2 separate regions of the Anas platyrhynchos genome follow, and region 1 is linked to region 2. A link is a contact called in public Hi-C data. All regions are on one chromosome and are shown on one strand. The core of a region is the stretch at or near the end of the contact, and the rest is flanking DNA. Distances in the headings are between cores, read along the strand shown. Region 1 has its middle 20 kb from the start of SAR1B. Region 2 holds the start of UBE2B (ubiquitin conjugating enzyme E2 B).

The links. Hi-C and Micro-C count contacts between places; a contact is called where the count stands out from the background.
Region 1: a Hi-C map of skeletal muscle shows a contact between it and region 2, with 2.3 times the contacts expected there. The contact joins the enhancer-like site here to the promoter of UBE2B in region 2. A contact is called at or near these places in 3 of 8 Hi-C or Micro-C datasets (skeletal muscle and subcutaneous adipose tissue).

What each region holds. Positions count from the first base shown.
Region 1 is chr14:3,029,615-3,036,774 of IASCAAS_PekinDuck_T2T, forward strand. No RefSeq gene overlaps it. Among named protein-coding and RNA genes, the nearest start is that of SAR1B, 20 kb to the right of the region's middle. Within about 2 kb of position 2,512, at least 2 of the 8 cell types and tissues checked have an H3K27ac peak or open chromatin away from gene starts, as enhancers often do.
Region 2 is chr14:2,906,026-2,913,292 of IASCAAS_PekinDuck_T2T, forward strand. UBE2B (ubiquitin conjugating enzyme E2 B) reads left to right here and starts at 5,896. Exons shown (of 6, transcript XM_027468549.3): 1 at 5,896-6,054. The coding sequence starts at 6,011. LOC106014446 (a long non-coding RNA gene) reads left to right here. Exons shown (of 5, transcript XR_011803418.1): 5 at 1-2,161.

The DNA.
Region 1 (7,160 bases), core at 1,262-3,761, 120 kb after region 2:
CTCCCATCCTTCCCAGCCATGGCAGTGGGGTCCTTGAACATCCTCCTGGCCAAGCTGACAGGCAGGGACCACCCTCGGAGCTCTGCTTCCAGGGAAATATGGTTTTGGAGAGCTACCAAGGAGCTGGGGTTACATCAGTGGTTTGAACAGTCACGTTTTGCAATTCTTTTTGCTTTTTGCTGGCGCTCATGGGTGCTGGGAACCTCCTGCGGGGACGGCTGAGGCTCCCACACCTCCCTGCCTCTGGCCTGGCAGGAGCAGCCCTGGGGACCTGGGGGTGGCCTCTGCATGTCAGAGCTGCTGCGTCCCTCACCAGCAGCATTTTGTGCTGTGACAGTGACAAACTGCTGCTCGCGCAGCGCTCTGCGGTGCCTCTGACATGAAAATTGCTCCCTGTGAATCTCCCAGAGTGGTGAAAGGGCAAAAGCCCACGGCACACAAATCTCAGATCACAAATTGCAGCAGAACGTGGCAGAAGCCTCCAGCCTGGTGGGGCAGGACCCCGCTCCCATCCCCTTCCCTCCCCAGCCCTCAGCATCAGTCCGTGTCCCCCCGGCTGCTGGCTCCTGATACAAGGTAGCTGCAAACAAGACCGAGATCACCAGCTCGTTTTGTGTTAGACACTAAGCAGACATAAGATGATAACGTCAACTTAATCACATCATAATTAAGCCCTCATCTTCCTGTCATCTGCAGCTGTCAAGGGCAGGCTGATCGGAGCTGCTCCTCTGTAAAAGCCGCCGCTCGGCACTGCTGGGTTCGGAGAGGTGTCAAAGCATGGGTAATTCTGCCTGCAGTGCAAGCTCAATGCCCTAAACGAGTGGTTGTGTGTCACTTCTGAGCTCTGCTCTTGGGGAATGTCAAGGTGCAGAGGTCAGACTTATTGGGATGAAGCTGCTCAGAGCACTGCAGGGACCAGGACCCCAGCCCAGGCTCAGGTTGCCCCTGCCCAGCAGTTCCACTGGCACCCTTCCCACAGAAATGGGAAATTATCTTTTTGCCTTCTGCAAGCAAACTGTGTAAAACATAGGTTTTTAAGCACATTATTAAGAAAGTTAACTGGTTTCAGAACCATTACCGTTGCTCCAGCAACGCCCATCAGCTAACGGGCAGGCAGAGCACGATATCTGGTGCAGTTAAAGCACAGTTAAAACACCTTCCTGCAGCTGAAGTGGAATAATTTGGAGGGGAATTCAGCCCAGAGGCTGAAGTTTGACTTTCAGCTGTTTGTCTCCATGGCACAGTTAAATGACGGGCTGCGAAGGATGTTTTGTTCCTTGAAAATGGTTCCTCTTGCACCAGCTTCACGCACCAAAGTTCAGGAAATCGTTGCACAACTCTCTCAGCGAGATCCAAAAAAAAAAAAACACAAACGCTGTAAGGTTAAAGATTTTAAGGACTGCTGCCACCTATGGATAGAAAGCAATGAGAACAGCCCAAAAAGGGAGAGGTGAGCACGCAGGGCTGAAATGCCAGATTTTTAACATAAAAAAGGCCGTGACACTGGAGAAATGCCAGCTCTGCCAGTGGAGACCTGAGCCTTGTCCTGGCTCGGAGCAGCACAGCAAGGTGCTTTACAAGGAGGAGGTCGAGGGAGGCTATCGGGAAGTAAATGCACGTAGTACAAGAAAGGCAATGAACCTTCTGGGGAGAATTGCTTGATTAATCTGATTACAGTGCTTTTATCGACAGACCACAGCTTATTTTCCCCATTACCTAATTTTTCTGACTTAATTAAGTCCTTTAAATGTTGTATATATTTACATTCCAAATGCAAAAGCGGTCATTTCTGTAATAAAACTCTACAGAGTACCTAAAAGAGGCATATTTGTAGGGCCACATAACCCACAGAGTCAGTATATTCCGCCCTTGCAAGAAGAAATGGGGTTTCTGTTATAGAGAGAGCTTGTTATTTCATAGTGTCACACCTCGTAGTGTTGTTGGTTCGTGGAAGAGGGGATTTGCTCTGTATGTCCACCAAGACAGAGGAAGAAGGCTGGGGACATAGCCACACACACAGCCCCACACCAACCTTGCACGTTAAACTGGGCAAGCAGCAGAGCAGAGGGAGCATGGTACAGAAGAAATAACCCAGCCCAGTGGTGCATGAGGTGCTGCTACATATGTTGTGATGCTCGTGCACACTGATGTTCAGCTCTTTTTGCTCTGGTTACCTGCATGTGAGCTCTGAAGGCAGAAAGCCAACACAAAGCAGGCATAGTCTGACCCGTGGGCTGAGGCACCCACCGTAAGCACTGTATTACTCTTTAGGAAAAGGTTTAATACTTTCAACACGGGGCTCAAGATATCCCCCTATTCCATTCCTTTCTGTAATTTCACAGGCTTTGGCTCATTGAAAAACCTGTTTTTCTTTTATCCTGAGTCATTTTGCATGAAGAAACTATTGTTCTAAAATGTGACTCATCAGTTTGCATCACCAGTTCCCAAGCCCCCTGGAGGGTACGCGGGCTTCGAAGCAGCCAACAGCAGCCAGGCTGTATTTACCAATAAGTAGGCACTTCAGCGCTGCGTTGACTCATCCCTGTTTAAGCCCGGTTTTGTTCACACTTCCCAATGGTGAACCTGGGGTGATCATTCTGTTTGCTTTTGTAATCTTCTTTTATGAAGAAAGAACAGCTGATTGACAGTCTGTCTGCTGGTTAAATACAAATACAAAAACTGGTAAGGTGAGACAAGTAACTGAAAGCTACTCCTGAAATACCCGGGACTATCGAGCTTCCAGAAATCAGCCTTCCATTGAGTAGAAAGCTCCACTGCTTGTTACTAAGACATACCTAATTCACTGGAATTTCTGGGGGAAAAGAGGACGTTATCTGAATTACCCACTTTGCTGAAGCTCTTACACAGATCGTAGCTGCATCCCTTGACTTTTTGAAATCCAAGTCAAAATAATTTGGCAGCTGTTCAGGCTGAACTCCCCTCGGGAGCTAGGCTTAGCAGAAAGATGCCCCAGTGGATGAGGCCTGAGATGATTTTCCCCTGCTTGGGAAATGTGGTGCCAGCAGCAGCACGGGAGGGATGGACAAGTTCTGCATGAGGAGAACAAAACCCTTAGAGACTAAAGGTGGGAATGAAAGGCTAGATCCTGCTCTTCTGATGCACCTAGACCTCTGCACTTTTCTTTATGTACCTATGCTACTGAATAAGTGTCAATAAAACAAGAAACTATGGAGTGGCCTTGCAAAATTGAATGTTTGGATGCACTATTTACTCTAAATCTGCATTGTCAAGACTGAAAAATACTGGGCACCTTACCCTAAATATATCACGCAGCACGTTTCCTATGGGGCATAAATCATGGCTCAGATCTTCTCAGTCGCAATGCCAACTGAAGGCAGAAGGAGAGGCGTTTGGAGAGGTTGCTGCAAGCTCGGGCAGCGCACTGCCAGCAAACCCTCACCATTATTCAGCTGGGCTGAGATCCATCTGAAGGGCAGGAGGATTGCACAAGGCACAGAGAGCAGACCATGACGCCAACAGTAACGTCTGCAGCAGAGAAAAGCACAAGAACATCACTTGAAAACCTGTGCAAAGGATAAAAAGAATGTCAAACCCTACGACTATGATGATTTCAGTTAATTGCCTCCAAAATTGGGTTGCACACCATGAGGAGCTTAAAATAGGGCCTAAATTCCTGGTTTTCTCTAACAGCAAGTAGTCTGTTGATGGGAAATTTTACATAGTTCAGTTTTTCATGCCTTTCTACTCTTCTGTGCTGCCTTTTGAAAGTCAGCTCTAGCCAAAATTTCCACAGCAGTCCCTAAGCCTTCCCTGCTGACTGGCAGCTGCCCTGCTATGTACAGCTGGCATGGCTGCGTTTTTTGGGGGGAGTGAGATGAATTTTGGTCCTGGATTTGGGCTTTGCGGAGCTGTCTTTGTGTGTGTTTTTGGGCTGTTTTTTTTTTGTGTGTGCTCACACTGAGACCTCCTTGCCAGGCACAGCTTTCTGCTGCTGACCTCTCCTGGAGTGCAGAAGGCCCAGAGTTCAACTGCCTCTTCTGCAAAGTGAGAAAACCAGGAACGACGTTAATCCAGGACCTCTCTGGTCCTTTTTCCTCTGTGTTTTTGCTCTCCCTTTTTGTGAACTTTTTCACCCCATCCCAAGGGCTGGTGCTGGTGTCCTGCCACCTGCCTGCACTTGCTGGGCCTGGCCCGGCCCTGCAGGCCATGGGTGCACCCAGCCACAGGCCCAGCCCTGCCCCATGGGTCTGCGGCCCCAGGAGACGTGGTGACACCAGGGAGCCTGGCCACAGGACGAGGAGTGACCGTGTTAAACCAAAAGAGTGTTACACAGAAAGAATTCTTTACTACGAGGCACTGAACAGGCTGCCCAGGGAAGCTGTGGGTGCCCCAGCCCTGGCAGTGCCCAGGGGGTTGGAACCAGACGGACTTTGGGGTCCGCTCCAACCCAAACCCTCCTGTGATTCTGAGATTTCTCCCACACCTTTTTTCCCTCTTCTTTTGCAATCTGGAGATGCGCATGCTTTTTATTATTATTTTGCAGCAAGGGCTGAAGTCTCAGCTGCACATCTGTTCCACAGAGTCTGTTTCAAAGCTGGGCCGTACAAAAATTAAGCATGTACGTGGTGATTTATTTATTTATTTATTTTTGGGTGCTGTTTTTTGTGAAACGCTCTTCTGTCCACAAGGTGTGTAAGGAATTGCTACAGGATCTCACAGCGCCTTCCCTCTTATCCAGCAACACGCCGGGTGGTTTCTGTGCCTTCCTGCTTGACCTACTTCCCTTCAGCAAACCCCTTGCAGCAGCACGGTGTTCTGCAAGAAGTTCCAGTCCACTTTGTACTCCCCAAGATGCGTAAGTCCAAAGCGATAGCTGACCAGGTCAGACAGGGACTTCACCAGCACGGCTGCTGTGGAGCTTATTTCATGATTTCATGTTTACGGAGACATAAATAGCATTCATCCAGCAGTCACATGCGTGCGGATCTGTTACGCATTCCTCGCTGTCAAACAAACTTGCAGGACCTCAGTGAACTTCAGCCATGATGACTGGAGCTTTTTGTTTTTCCCAAAATACCAGCAAATAAAATGAGTAAATCCTTTCATGTTTCTCTCTTGCAGTCTGTCTAACAATAGCTACGAAAATAAAAGCTGAATTTATTCTCTGGCAGAGGTACCCTTTACAGATTTCTTCCCTGGGATTTAAAATATCAAATTCTTAACAAAGGAAAACTCTCTCCACAGCAGCCTGGGGGAAGAAAAAAAAAATCATATTCCTTTTTAAATTTAGGAGGCGATTCAAATTACAGATTAGGAAACTAAAAGATATTACAGAAGTGGTAACAGCAGATGGCAGGACTAGAGGAGGAGTAAAATAAAAGAACTATACATCAAAACCAAGTTCTCTGCACAGACAAATTTTCAGGTGCAGACATCAACTCGATGTACCTTCTTTTGGGGATGTTTGTCTGAGCTGAGCAGAGAGCCAGCTGTCAGACAGAGAGCCCTGAGTGGGAGCCAGCAGATAGGACACATTTTCTGAAAAATACTCAAGTAAACATCTCATTTGGTAGAAACACCCATACCCCTTTCCACCAATTCTAAAAGCCTCTCAGATGCCAGTAGCAAAGCATAAATTCTGAAAAAAGCCAAACTGTGCTATTAGCTCTGCCTCCTTCTGTTCTGCCTAAATACAGTTTCACCAGGCAGCACCTAGATCTCCAGCTGCTTTCCTGGCTGTAACTGCACGTCTGAACTTCTCCCACAGTATCTCCTGTAATTATTTATTCACCAGTAAAAGCTTTTATTTTCTCTACTGAAAATTCCCTTTGATTTTTTTTTTTTTTTTTTTTTTTTTACTTAGCACAGGCCTTCACTAAAAGTCCTCTGCAATTTCATGCTAATGCATCTCAGTAACAATATTTTGAAATGATTTATTTTAAATCCCTTATGTGCATATATATGTACACACATATATTTACATATTTTGTATCTCTGTATACTACACACAGAGCAAGGAATAGAAGAGTTACTTGGCACATGTAGGAGCCTTCCTTTTACTGTTCCAATTTAGTTGAACCTAAACCAAGATCCTGCTCTAGGAAAGCAGTGAGAAAATGGCGTTCAGGCATTGGGCTGCACCCAACAATCTCGGCTGAACTCAGAATCCAGCTCTGGATGCCAACAGCCACGAGAGAGCTTACAATCTGGTCCTAAATTTTGCCGCTTTTGCTTGTCTCTGGTCAGAAGTCATGTGCACGAAGCAAGTGCCCCCAGCCCGGTCCTTGGGGAACGCACCCACCAGGGATCAGCAACTTGAAGTTATTCTGCAAAACCCTGTATGGTGTCTAAGCTGAATTGCAGGATACCGGAAGGATTTCAGAAATAATCCTGAGAAACCCCAGCATTACCGCCAGCATGCATGGGCTGATTGGAAACACAGCTCCCACCAGTCGCTGATTTCTCCCCTTGCTTTCATAAGCACCAGCATTTCCAAATAGAGCCCTGGGACCAGCCCACAAACAAGCTGTGACAGAGCAGCATCAGGAATCCCACTCCAGAGAATTGTTTTCCCTCTTTCCTCACCGACCAGAGGACATCTTTCAACCCAGCTAATTTTTCCCTTCCTTCATCGCACAGCTGTCCCCAGCCATTAGTTGCCAGGGTGGAGCTTTGCCGAGTGTTTTTTTTTAGAGATCCTCACACAACCCCACGGGCAGCCCGGGTCAGCCTTTGACTCCCTTTGTTCAGAGCCCCCCCACGTTACAAAATCTGAACGGCTTCAGATCCTCTTGGTGTGCTAAGATGAGGTTCCCCTCAATAGCTCGGCTTCCCTGCTGGGATGTAGTAGTTCAAGCACCAGCCTGATTCCTTCCCTGACCAGCAGCCTGTCACAGCACGCCTGTGGTTAGCAGGACTACATTTGGGCACTCGAGCACAGTGAAATTGCTAAGATCAAGCGTGAATCAAGTATTTTGTCTTCTCTCTCAGACAAACGGTGTGTGGACTAGCTGAGGTATCGCTCCATTGCAGGTTGCTGGTGGTGGTGGCTGAGGGCTCTCTATGCAGACCGTGACCAAGTGTGAATTAATCCCTCTGGACCTGATTTTCTTTACAGGTTAAACAAGGACAAGAGCTCTCTGCATCACCGGAATGGTGAGGCAGCATTAGCACATAGA
Region 2 (7,267 bases), core at 4,646-7,145:
CCAACACATCATCAAGAGCAAACGCTTCAGAGATTTAAACAGATTTCCCACTGATATCAGAGTTTGGCAAGGACGTGGCAGAATCAGGCAGAACCGAGCTGCAGTGCTCTCCCCTCCGAGCGACTCAGCCAGCCTTTCTGCGAGTGCTGCGACTCAGCCACCGAAGGAAATCTTGGCTGCCGGGCTGTCATTTCCCCCGTCCCCCGAATGAATGAGATCCTTCATTCCTCTGACACACCAGCACTGCTATGGCCAGTGAAAGGATGAGTCAGAAAAGCCTGCTGGTGAAAGCTTCTGCGGTCTGTGCTAAACAAAGTACTCCATAATTTATTTGTTCGAGTTTTCATGGTGATAATAAGTTGTTGGCGATGCCTGGTATCACTGCTGGCATTGTGGATTGGTAGATGCCATTTTTGCTCGTCATTTATTTTAAGACTTACTGAGCGAGCTTTCTGTGTGGAAGAACCCATTTTAGGCATGCTCTTGAAACTGAAACAGAGCAAGCTAGTAAAAAAGAAAGTGCATCACAATTACATTATTCTTCCTCCATCTGCTCTCGCTCAAATCTCCTTATGACAGGAAATTGCCTATTGGATTTTTGATTTTTCTTAATGGAAATGGCAAAACCTAAATCCATTCCCGTTCCCACTGATATCAGGGGAAACAAGATACAGTGTCTGAACGGAACAGTTTTTTTTTCAATCCATTAGCGTCTGTAACTGCATCTCAGTGAATGTAGTAATTATGACATCAGTGAATTCAAATTAACTTAAATGCTTATGACACTGTGGACTGGCACTTATGCTACTGAATCTCTTTGGCACCTCTGTAAAGCCCAACTTCTCTAATTAGCAATCTCTGATGTGCCACATCCTTCATCTGTGGACGTTCCCAATTAAGCTGACTGAACCACTCCTGTAAGCTAAGGCTGCAGACTGGAACTGAAAGGGGTTTCTAGTAGGGGATGCCACTTAGCAGATTAATCAGAATACTGTACAAATGCACGTTCACATATTTGAGTGCACTAACAGGGAAAAGCATGCTGTATTTTGACAAATTAAAGTACTGTCATCTTCTGCTCGTGTTAAATTGTATCACCAATGTAGTATTTAAGCGGTGAAGTCATAGCTCAGCCAGGTGCCTCTGAATGTATGTGTTTCTCACATCCTAAACCTCCCTGCCCATGTCAATGCCAAGGTAACAAGTGAAATTCACTTTGCAGAGCAGACAGGCCTCCTGCACGTCTCGGGTGACTTCTGGGGCAGCGCTCGGGGAGATTCGCTGCGCGGGGAAGCGGCACACCCCTCAGCAGGTTTCGCTTCCAGATTTCTGTTGGTTAACACAGGCTGCGGTCGTTTCGCATTAGATAGATGGTTCTTCATTGGTGGTGGTATAAACGCACACAGTCGCTAGTAAAGAAGGTTATGAACTTTGATAGTAAGAGTTCCTCTCAGATACATGGACTCTATCTGCCAGTCCGACAGTGAGCTGGGGATATTTTCCTTGCCTTCTTAGGATGCTGGACTCCAGGAAGTACCACCCTGACAAAGCTGGGCTCCTTCTGAAAATACCCTGAAGGTGAGGTGTCAAACTGCTTGAAAAACGGTATATCATAATCAGATAATACATCAGCTGGTGAAAAGAGATATAAAGATTGTATACTGATCTTAGACCAGCATCCTCATGGGGATGGCTGGAAGACATTAAAAATCTCTCATCAAAAAGCCTGCTGTCTTCACGTCTGAAATGTATCCAAGCACGCAGCACTGCTGTGCTCCTCGCTGTACTTCCTCTCTCGGAGGAGGATACATAAATGCAGATCCTTCCAGCTGACTCATTCTGCACTGTAGACTATATTTGAGGTTTGAGAATAAAGGAATTATCTGTGCTTATTAAGCTATTTACCTCCATGTTTATAGTTCAACATTACCAAAATAGCTGCTGCAGTGTCCTGTTATTATTAACAGCAATCAATACCTAACAGGATGAAGGAGGGCATAAGGAATGGAATTACCACTCTTCCCTGCAGTTCCAAACCTGCTCTATAGAATTTTAGTTTCTATATTATTGTCTTACTTTTGCTAATGTTACACTGCATGTAAAAGTTCATGGTGTGTAATCTGAAAAATAAATAAATAACCAGAAATCCACTTAATAAGAAGCAGGTTTTGTTTGTTTTCTTTTTTAGAAAAGGCAGTTCTCAGGGCATGAAAGGATGGGCTTTCAAGAAAACCTCTCCTGCTACAGCAGAATTGACTCTGAGCCACAGAGTGCCCTAATTTCCCAAAGTCATCCATGTGCTAATGCTACTGCAATTAGCAACAGCTAAATGTAGGTGATGAGCGATCATAATAAGCATTTCTGCACAGCACCCCCCCTATCAATGGCAGGACAAAACAGCAGTGATTAAAAGAGAAGAGACAGTACAAAAAGAAGGACAAGATGGGAGTAGGGCAGGACCAGCAAGCTACTGCAACAGCAGGGAAGACAGTTGGTAAAGCGGTTGCTTAGCAAAATGGACTGGCTCAAAATTAAAGTAGTAAACATTTTTAGCTCTTCAGAATTTCAGAGATGGGTCCAAATAGTCCCTACTAGTACTGCTACTGCCCAAATACTCCCCTGATCCTCCAGTCAGATGTCACATTACTATGTTGTTTCAACTCTGCAGATCATTTCAGTTGGAAGTCTTAAACTATTATTATGAAACAAAACCCATTTCTCAATAAATAATTAAACTTCCAATATCTGTATGATGAAGCACTACAAGAAAAAAGAATCTCTATCTGAAAGCAATAACATTTATTTAATGTTCAGTCTTGCAGGTGAGCTATTCAATTGAATCAGAGTACGCTAGGGTGAGAGCTGGTGTCTCCAGCTAGGAGAAAATCCGAGGTGATCGATGTCCTGACCAAAATTCTTGCTGAAAATTTGTGGAAATAGGTCTGAACTCAAATGTTCCTATGGAGATTTACAGGAGATCTCCCCGCTGCACCATTAACAATCCCTCTTCTGTCTGGGGATGGCACGGCGCTGGTATAAGAAGGACACCACCCCTTTTGTGGCCAATGTGCGCTCAGTATCCTGGGAAGAGAGCCAGAGCAACGTGATGTAATGCACAGCTGACAAAAAACGCCACCTGGGGAAGCTGGGGCAGCACACAGGCTGAGCCACGAAGCTGACCTTTGGATTGAAGAAGTGGTGGCCTTCCAGCCAGTTCTGCTTTCTCCTGGCTGGCCTGACGTAGCCGGGGTTCCGCCTCGCGGAGATCACGCACAGCTTGCTAAGGGCACGCAGGGAAGTGCCTTTGTACAGAGGTACAGGAGGTGACAGCACCCCACAGCCAGGGCATTTCATAGCTCAGCAGCATTCACACGTCCTTCCACTATTTGCTTGAAACATGCCCATGAACATCAAAACTTTCTCCCCAAATTTGAATTTTTTCTCTAGGGGAGGTACTTGCCCTGCTCCTAGGGGAGAGGCAGGTGTGCTGGCCCTGGGCTGTGCTGGTCGGTGCTGTGCCCCTGGGTAAACCAAGTAAATACGTGCACACTGTGCTGGAGTGTATTCAAGGAAAAATTGTCAGAATAGCCGGATATTTTGGGAGCCCCATGCATGGTTGTTTTCTGCAGGCTGCTTTTCTGAGGGTTGAGGTGGGCCCAGAGGCAGTAATGGGTTCAGGAGCTAGGGATGGGGCTGGCAGCAGTGGTAAAACCTTCAGTTCTCCTCTGTACTTTGGCACCACCTTCTTGCTTCTATGAAGGAGCTAAGGGTGAGAGCAAATCAGTCACTTTGCCACCAGCCCTTCTCTTTGCTCCCAAGTGTTTTGGGGAAAAGGCCGCCTGCTGCAGAGCAGCGTGGTACCTAGCACAGCACGGTCCCCAGGGCACTCCTCAGCTGCTGCAATGAGCGAGAACAAAAGTGGTGCCTAACAGGTGACTCAGCTTGTTCATTTCCCTAATTTCGGAGTCTTGGGTTTGGCTGGTGCTAATGCAGACATCTCCTCCCAGAGGGACACGGCAGCATGGAAGGGAGAGTGACCCGGAAAAAAGAACCATGACGTTACCAGGACTGCTCTAACAAACAGGAGAGCGAGTAGCTCACTTCGTTCTTGCTTCTCAAGCTTCTCATTTTATGAAGGAACAAAGTTATCTGAGAAATGTTCCGGTTTTACAAAAATTTTTCACAAATGTAGTGTTTACTGAAGATTAAAGTAGAATGGTTATGCTGCAAAGTGCTACCTTTTTATGAAGTGTATTCCTTTATCAAATAGCATTTCTGGGGAAAAACAGGCAGCAAAAACACAACTAGAAAGAACTTTCTGATGAGAAATTTTTTTTCACCTACATACTCCATGCAATCAACAGGACAGAAACTGCAGCTGGTTCTTCAGAGGGAAAAAAAAAATAAAGCTTTCCATTTCCTGATGAAGTTACCAGCCACACCTGTTTAACTGCCAGGTAAGACTGAAAAGAAACCTATAAATTAGATAATGCTAACACCCGTGAGGCCATCCTGGTGTGTACAGCTTTGTCCAAGCCCACCGTGCCGGGCAGGAGGAGGACAGATGATCAGTGCCCTCTGCTGCGAGCACTTATGTGCTGCTCGTGCACTGCCAGCCCCGCTGCGGGTGAGCCCGGCTGCTGTGGAAGAGCCTGGAGCTGGCCTGCAGCAGGCTTCTTCCAAAAATCATAATTGAAAAATAAATAAAGATGCTGGGCTCGGTAAAGGCTTGGCTGATGCCTGCATTCAAGGAAGCAGCAGAGCAGCTTTAAGGAAGCTGCTGTGACCTCTTGTTTCTTTCGCTCTTCCCCAGCGGTATCAAAGGAGAAGAAATGCTGTTGCTGCTGTGATTCTGCTGAAAAGGTTCCCCAGACAAGTGGAAACTATGCGGGATTTCAGAATTAACCCTTCTGCTTGGTGCCTGAGGGGCTTTTCCACGCAGCTGGTGGCTGCCCCCAGGAGAGGTGGGGAGCTTTTGGGGTGACTCGAGCACCCTTTGGGTAGGGGATGTATTCGCTGCCAGGCCTGGGCAGCATGTTAACAGCGGAATAACGAACGATGCTGGACTGGCGTTAATTATTTATACAAGTCCAAGCTTGCACTTGGTTTTTACAGTCTACTTTCTCCCTTGGGAATTAGCTGGAGCTAAATATAAACTGCAGAAAGCTGGAGGAGCGGCGGCAGAACGTAAAATTAAAGCAGGAGTGCGGGGAGAAGGAGGAAACTCAGGACAAGAGGGCTGCATTGGGCGAGCTGCGTGTTGGTGGCTGGGGAAGGATGGCTCCTTGCTCCTAAGCCTCCTGAGAAAGCTTGCTGCCTTGCAGTGTCAGTTCTCACACGTGTGCCTCACCGCAAGCGTGTTTTCACTGAGGTGGGAGCACGGTGTGGGGTTGACACCCCTGAAGGGCAGGTTCCTGAGCTGCGGGGTGGCTACGAGCACCCGTGGCAGCCTCATCCCAAAGGCCACCACCTGCTGAAGCAGGGCTGTGGTAAGAAGCCGATTTTGGCCTTTTGGGCTAGATTAAGCCCCCGGTCACAGCTCCATGAGCACACAGCAGCGGGACGAGGACATTTGGGGCACTTCATTAGGGCTCTTGTGGTGTTTTTTTGTGACCTCCCAAAACCACGAACTCAGAGCACCGCAGCACACGCAGCCAAAAACCCTGCTTCAGGGGCTGGCTGGGAACAGGGTCAGGACCTCGAAGCCTCCACCTGCAGCGAGGGCGCTGAGAAAAAATGAGGCAAAAAAAAACAAAACCTGAGGTGAGGCCGGGCAACCCCCCCCCCGCAGCAGCGCAGTGGGAGCTTCCCCCTCCTCGCCCCCCCCCTACACGGGCGGAATGGACCGGGCCGAGGTTCCCCCCCCCTCCCCTCCCCGCCTCCCGCGTGACGTCACGGCCCGGCGGCAGGGGCCCGCCCCCCGCGGAGGGAGACGCCATTGCGGGTTGTTTGTGCGGGCGGCGGCGGGAGGCGGTGCTGCGGCCCGGGGGGAGCGTGTTCCGCCGCCACCATGTCCACCCCGGCCCGGCGCCGGCTGATGCGAGACTTCAAGAGGTGAGGACAAGAGGGGGGGACACGGGGTGTCGTCTGCTTCCCTCTCAGCCGCTGTCCACCCCCCCCTTGGGGTTGGGGGGGCGCCCGGTGGCTGGGGCTGAGGGGATTCTGAGGGGATTCTGAGGGGGTTCTGAGGGGGTTCTGAGGGGATTGGGGCGCCCCAGGTTCTGGGCTCCCCTCAGGTTGGGGGGTGTCCCCCCCTCAGGTTCTGCCCCCCCCCCCGCCTCAGTTCTGGGCCACCCCATCGAATATTTGCCCCCCCCTTCTTCAAGTTCTAGGGTACCCCCCTCAGGTTCTGGGCCCCTCCCTTCAAGTTCTGGGGTCCCCCCCTTAACTTTCCCCCTCCCCCTCAGGTTCTGGGCTCCCCCTCAAGTTCTGGGTCCCTCCCTTCAAGTTCTGCCCCTCCTCAGGTTCTGGGTCTCCCTTCAGGTTCTAGGTCCCCCCCCCTCAAGTTCTAGGGTCCCCCCCTCAAGTTAAGCCCCCTCCCCAATTTCTGACGGCCCCTCAAGTTCTGGGATCCCCCCCTTCAAGTTCTGGGTCTTTTCTCTCCCCTCAGGTTCTGGGATCCCCCCCCCCAGTCCTGGACCCCCCATTCCTATGTGCTGAGACCACCCCAGAGCCGGGGGGTGCAGGGCCCGGTGCCCCCCAGCCCAGCCCTTAGCTCCCCCTCAGCACCAGCAGGGACCCAGCGCCGTGCTCATTAGCAGTGGTAATTAGCTGGAGGCTTTTAAATGGCCATGGCTGCCCCAGCGGGGTAACTCCACTTCCCGTCTGCCATGTAAATACGGCCCTAACGCATGGAAAGTCGCCGTGTGGTTTGGGCTGGGTTTTTTTTTGGGTAAACTTCAGGGTGTGCGGTGTGATTCCTGCGGGCCGGAGCGGCTCCTGGGCTGCTGGAGGTGAGTCAGCTGTGATAGCGTGGCTTTTTTTAGCGGAGCTGTGTTACACCAGGGCCTGAAAATACACGGGTAAACAGTTGACGTGTATTGTGTGGAGCTGAGCTGCGTGGCTGGCAGAGCTGCAGGGCCAAAAGCCCTGATCGATCCGAGAAGTTGGGATTTGTGAGGTGCAGGCCCTGCTTCTTGGGCTTTATTTGGGTGTGAGTGTTCGCTGTTTGGTGGTCCTCGATTCCCATTCGAATCACAACAGGATACTCGATGTTTTTTAATGTTATTGGGCTGCACAGGTGACCAAAAATCAGTGGTTCCTTCCG